Regions from separate parts of the Mus musculus genome. Here region 2 is linked to region 1. Evidence: chromatin contacts called from public promoter capture Hi-C data. All regions are on one chromosome and are shown on one strand. The core of a region is the stretch at or near the end of the contact, and the rest is flanking DNA. Distances in the headings are between cores, read along the strand shown. Region 1 holds the start of 4930402F06Rik (RIKEN cDNA 4930402F06 gene). Region 2 overlaps Ttll11 (tubulin tyrosine ligase-like family, member 11).

Region 1 (2,947 bases), core at 265-2,764:
CATTGAAGTACAGCCTTATTACAATGAACTCCAATGTTTAAAACTTGTTCTTATTTAGGGTTTGTACCACAGTAAGCCAAGATTTTAAAGCTCTACTAAAAATAAAACAAACAAACAAACAAACAAACAAAAATCTACTTATCTACTTTATGTTCATTTAATAACATGTCCATCATTCTTATGATTGGTATAGAAATATATATTGTGTTGAATATCATAAAAAATTAGTTGAATTAAAAAAAAAAAGAAGTCTAGCTGGGATTGGAGAGATGGCTCGGCAGTTAAGAAACACTAGCTGTTCTTCCAGAGGTCCTGAATTCAATTCCAGCAGCAACAAGATGTCTCACAAACATTTGTAATAAGATCTGATGTTCTCTCTGTCATGTACACACACATGCAAATGCATCACTTATATACATAAATGAATAAATCTTTTTAAAAAATGTTTATCATGTGTATATATCTGGTTTCATAGATAAAGTGGAATGGGCCAGCAAGATGGCTCAGTGAGTGAGGGTGCTTGCTGCTAAGTCTGAGGACCTGAGTTCAGTCACTGAGACCTACATAGTAAAACAACAGAACTGATTCCCTCAAGTTGTCCTATGACCTCTAAAGGGGACCTCCACACAAATAAGATATAACAAATTTAATAAAGCAGAAAATGGAGCAGAAATCAAATTTAACCCAAAATTTCCAAATTCAATTTAGAAGAAAATGATTAATAGAGAAATTTAAGAACTTTAACAAATGCCAAACCAAAACCAAAACAAAACAAAACAGAAACAGAAACAACAACAACAACAACAACAAAAAACCCAAAACCCAAACCAAAAAAGACAACATCAAAATAAAAGCCATGCACAAAAAGCAAATTGTTCTAATGGCAGTCATTTCCAAGGTCCCAAGACTAACAGTCCCACAGGAAAGTTTTAAAACCCCCGATGTCAAGCCTACACCAAGACAACTGAACAGCAGCAATCTTTGGATGGGATCCAGATGTGAATATTCTCAATCCAGGAAATTCCAAGATGCAGCCAATTGTAAATTGTGAATAAATGTTGTGTCCCTTGCCACTAAGAAAGACAAAAACTCCGTTGGGCTGCCTGTGGATTCTGGAGACGGTGTTCCACCACAGGGAGTGTCCGACTGTCTCCTGTCCACCTGATAAATATACAAAGCAGTAAGCTGCCCAAGAAACCCTGGAGGAGGTCGTCAAGTGGTCGCCGCTACTGGGATGCTTTCTTACCCAATGGATGCTGATGACCAGTGTCACCTATAAAGTTGAGTAGCCCAGAGAGGGGTGGGACAGGTTGTTGAAGGCTATAGCTCCCCTTGATAGAGCAGTTGAAGCAAGGGCCACTGAATTCCAGATCACTTCTTGGTGTGTGTTGTGTTGCTACCACCAAAATACCGAAGCTGGGTGCTTTACAAAAAGAAAAAAAAATGTTCCTCCAGCTCCAGATGTCCCAGAATCCATTCAGTTTCTGTTGAAAACCATGTGGCAGTCAGCCAGAGGCACTGTGTGGAGCGGAGCATGGGTTTGAGTGGTGGAGGGGAGCTGCCAGGCTTGCTAACAACCATGTCACAGAAGCCCATCTCCAGAGCGACAGCTCACTCATAGAAAAGCATTAATCCCTAGTCAATGCCTAACACAGCACTATCCACTGGAACCAAACCTCAGTGTGAACTCCACGGGGAGAACCACATCTCAACCATACCACACCTACAAACAGTAGCACCCTTGGCGCACATAAGCAATGTGTCTCTCCTCTAAGTCAGCGTTAAGATTCCCTCCTACTTCCCTTATGCCTTCTTTATTAACTGTGGTATATGTAGGGTTGATTTCTACCTGTTTATTTGATAAACTGCACAGTACACCTACAGCACCACTAAGCTATAGAGCTAGTTCCATTTATATGAAGGATCAATAGCATTTATACAAATGACGCTGCCTTTAATAGCACCAAAAAGAATGTTTTCATCACTCCAGAAACTGGTTCTCTTTGGAACTCCTGCCCCCTGGTGTCCACGAGAGGGAACTGCTTTGTCTTAGCTCTGGTTTCTAGGGAGGAAGTGGAGCTTTAGAGTTTCCCACACAGGCAAACAGATAAATCTGTTAGTGAACTCTGAAAGAGTGTAATTCCAGCCGCTCCAAGATTGCCACGAATGACATTTCTTGAGATGGGGTGAAGTTTGCCACCCTGTGCAAGTGTGAATCACTTAGCAGTGCCCTTGTATCCACCCACTACATGCCAGTAGCACCCACACTCACGATCCAGTTAGGACAAGCAAAAAAAAAAAAAAAAAAAAAAATGCAAATGCAGCCACTGTCATTGCCAAGTGGCTGCGAGGGCTGGAAGGGAGATGTGAGCTGAGAGCCGCTGATGTGCTGCTGTGGGGAGACAAGGAGGCCAGGACTTACTGCCCTGCGAGCAGCACGGAACCCTGTTGGCCATGGCACTGGCATAGAGCCTCAACCTGAACCCAAGCTGAAACCCCGAGGTCGCAGCTTGTGAACCACAGGGAAAAGGTTCTGTCTGCTGGACCACAGATGGAAATGCTAGTAGCAGGGATGTGAGAGAGCTGGTCCCATCTCCAGTCGAGAAGCAGAGAGATGCTGATGCTCTGCCTGCCTTCTCCTTTGTATTCAGTCTGGGACCCCACATTGACTGGTGCCATCCAGTTAGAATGAGCCTTGTTACCTCTGTCCACCCAACCTAGCAACTCCCTTGTAGACAAGCCCGATGTCTGTTACACTGGGAGGGAGTGGGGAGCATGCCTAGGCTGGAAAGATGGCTCAGCTGATAATGTGTCTGCCACGTGAACACTAATCTGATCCCAGAGAACGCCCATAAACTGTCTAGGTGTGAGGGCATGCCACTGGAACTCCAGGGCTGCTGTTGTGAAGACTGCAGACCATGACCTGCAGCTTGGAGTCCAGCCAGTC
Region 2 (2,947 bases), core at 114-2,613, 450 kb after region 1:
TTATAAATTTAGACTATACAAGTGGAGGTTTAAACACGTACACATTCCCAGGAGACCACAGTTAGGATCACAAGCAGGGGCTCAGGATAGTTTGCTTGGTAAGGTTGCTATGCAAGCATGGCAATCATTCGTGGTGGCATGTACCTGTAACCAAGTGCTGTGAGGGAAGGGGACAGAAGGGTCCCTGAGTCCTTCTATGGCTAAATCTATGAGCTCTGGATTCACTGAGGCACCTTATCTCAAAAAGAAAGGTGGACAGTAATCAAGGGAAGACACCTGCAGTCAGCCTACAGCCTACCACGTGCGTTCACGTCCTCACTGCACCACACACAGAACCGAGTCTCAAAGTCTGGTGTTAAGTCTCTTATTAAGTTTTATGTGCAGACAACATACATTTGTCACATTCGCATAAAGTGCCTCATTTCTTCTCATTTGTGAAAAAAAAAACTCTTTACCTTATCAGATACCACCTTTATTTACAGTAAGTAGAACCTTTCAGTTAAGTTGAAGAGAGCTTCAACTTAACAAAGCAGGCTCCTCAAACATGAAATGAGTCTCGAGGCCCTGCAGCTATGTGGAATCTCCAGAAAAGTTGATGTGTTATTCTAGGAGGACTGGGGACATGGGCAGCTTGTGGCACAGGAGTGGTCAGCACGCTAAGTAAGACTGGTGACGCCCATCAGGGGCACTGATGCAAGCCTCTGCTCTCTTGTTCCCTGCACTCATGCTTGTTTGTAGCCTGAACTGGGCTCTGGACTAAGAGATGACAAAGAGGCATGAGGGCCAGGACACACTCATGCCACTGAGTGAGGAAGAGTGACAGCAATGCTGAAGACGAGTGTTCTACCCTCGAGAGGTGACTCTAGACTGGTCACTGGGCCACCCTAGCTATGTGGGAGACTGGGTCTGAATCACTCGTCCTTGGCAAGATGATCAAAATGAAGACCCTAAATCACCTCAGTGAGTATTGAATTCAAAAAATAAAGCTGTGCATGATTATAGAAAAAGAATTCCCATTTTAAGCGACCAAACTTACATTTTGTTCATCAGTGACAAGTGTACCAATCATGTTAGGATTTTATTTATGGGGAATAAACACAAGAAGTCACTAAACAGAAGGTCACAGAAGTCTGGGAGTCCGGAGAGTCCCTTAAGGGTGACTGGGGCCTGACTGGCTGTAGAGTGAGCTGGAGGTGAAGGTGAAATGGAGGGAGCCTCACTCTCAGCTATTCTAGAATGAAGCTCCCACTGCACAGTGTTCTGGGATTTGCGTAGATTATGGGTCCAAACACACAAAGTCCCCAGGGAGAAAGAAAGGCTTTGTGTGTTCGAGGCTTGGCCCCCCGGGGGCTCAGCTTCACTCACACAATTGGAGTGAAACACAGGAAGTGATCATTCTGAAGACAGCACAGAGGTAAAGTGGCGCTTTCTCAGCCACATAAAAACTAAAACCATGCCCCACAGCTTACAACACACCAACAAATGGGACCATTTGCTGGCTGGTGAAAGTCTTTAAAGTGGATTTCACATCAGTGAGCCTGGGAAGGTCTCCTGCTTCAGCAAGAAAATAGCTCGCCTGGGGCCAGTCAGCTTTGGTCCCGTCCGTCCCCCCCCCCGTCCCCCCCCCCCCCCCCCGCCGCCAGCCACCCAACCAGGTGGTCCTGGTGGCACTTCATGCTTCTCTCATCCTGACCTTTGTGTCTCTAAGATGGAGCAGACAGGTCATCACTGTTCAAATGCCAACATCCTAGCATTGAACTTGGATCTTCCTAAGTGCCCTTTTTACATTTTCAGTGGCTAGCAGCTATTAATGCTATCCACTATCCGTATCCTAAGCCCACACTGCTCGTCTGTGCGGAGTCGCTGCTCTGCCTTGAGAGGTAAGGAGGTGGGAGGCACTCAAGCAGGGAAGCGCAGCTAGTGGGTTGGAATCCATCTAATTACTTGTTTCATTTTATTCGGCCATTAATTGGGAACACGGTAAGGTTCAAAGACCTAATGATTAGTATTAGCTTCCCCTGTTCAGTCAGGCCGCCTATCTGCCCACTCCACCTGGCTCAGCCATTCACTGGGAAATTGCCTGAGCGGCAGCTATCCCATTTGTCAAATACTCTGAGTGCTTGGTAATGATCTAATGTGCCCTGGGCAAAGAGCACATGCTAATGGCACCAGACTGCCCAGCATCCTCTGAAGCCCTGGTGTGTATGCAGACCTCGCCCAGGCAGACTACTAAGGAGACCACAGGGCTGAAAAATTAAAACAAGCTGCTCGACTGAGCTTCTTATCTGAAGGGGAGTGATATATGTTCTTAAGTTTCTTCAGCCCGACCGTCTCCCCCTGCCTTCCAGACTCTATGAAATGCCCAGATCGCTGTTGCACACAGACCTAAAGTACCCACAGACCACTGAGACAGGGTACTTGAACGTTGGGAGCTTGCATCCAGATAATGACATCGCAAGGACCCTGTAGGAGGGACCTGCTTCATCCTCACACCTCCTGCCCACCTTGGGTTAGCAGCATGATTCTAGAGTACTCCAGAGTCTCAAGAAAAATCTCTCCTCTCTCCTCTCTCTCCCCCCCACCCCAACCTTTCCTTAGTGAGGTTAGAGCGCCTTGACTTCTCCTCTCTGGATTCTTGCAGTATTCGTCATTAAGCTATATGGCTTTGCTTTGATAATAGATCTTCTGCCCTCCCATCTCTCTCCCCTATCTGTAAAACAGGGTCTCACTGTGTAGCCCATACTCCACATACCATATTTTACAGTCTTCCTGCTTCTGCCTCCTGAGTGTCGGGATGTCAGGTATATGCCACTAGCCTTGACTAAATCATGCCTTTCCAAAAGGCTTCCTCAAGTTCCTCAACTGGAAACTGTCACCATTCCTAGTTGGTACCCACTCCCCAGTTCCTGTCCTGAAGCATCAGGACATCGTATCCCATCTCTCCTTC

What was found. Promoter capture Hi-C pulls out the DNA fragments that hold promoters and counts their contacts.
Region 2: a contact with region 1 is called in a promoter capture Hi-C map of liver, with 2.3 times the contacts expected there. The contact joins the enhancer-like site here to the promoter of 4930402F06Rik in region 1. A contact is called at or near these places in 4 of 39 promoter capture datasets (HPC-7-derived erythroid cells, embryonic stem cells and liver), 1 of 115 datasets of contacts at active chromatin or transcription factors (large pre-B cells) and 2 of 9 other capture datasets (adipose tissue and embryonic stem cells).

Annotation. Positions count from the first base shown.
Region 1 is chr2:35,395,660-35,398,606 of GRCm38.p6, forward strand. It overlaps 4930402F06Rik (RIKEN cDNA 4930402F06 gene), which reads right to left and starts at 1,515. Exons shown (of 6, transcript NM_001080709.2): 1 at 1,247-1,515.
Region 2 is chr2:35,847,963-35,850,909 of GRCm38.p6, forward strand. All of the region lies in intron 6 of Ttll11 (tubulin tyrosine ligase-like family, member 11), which reads right to left. Among named protein-coding and RNA genes, the nearest start is that of Gm10829, 8.0 kb to the left of the region's middle. Within about 2 kb of position 1,364, at least 11 of the 459 cell types and tissues checked have an H3K27ac peak or open chromatin away from gene starts, as enhancers often do.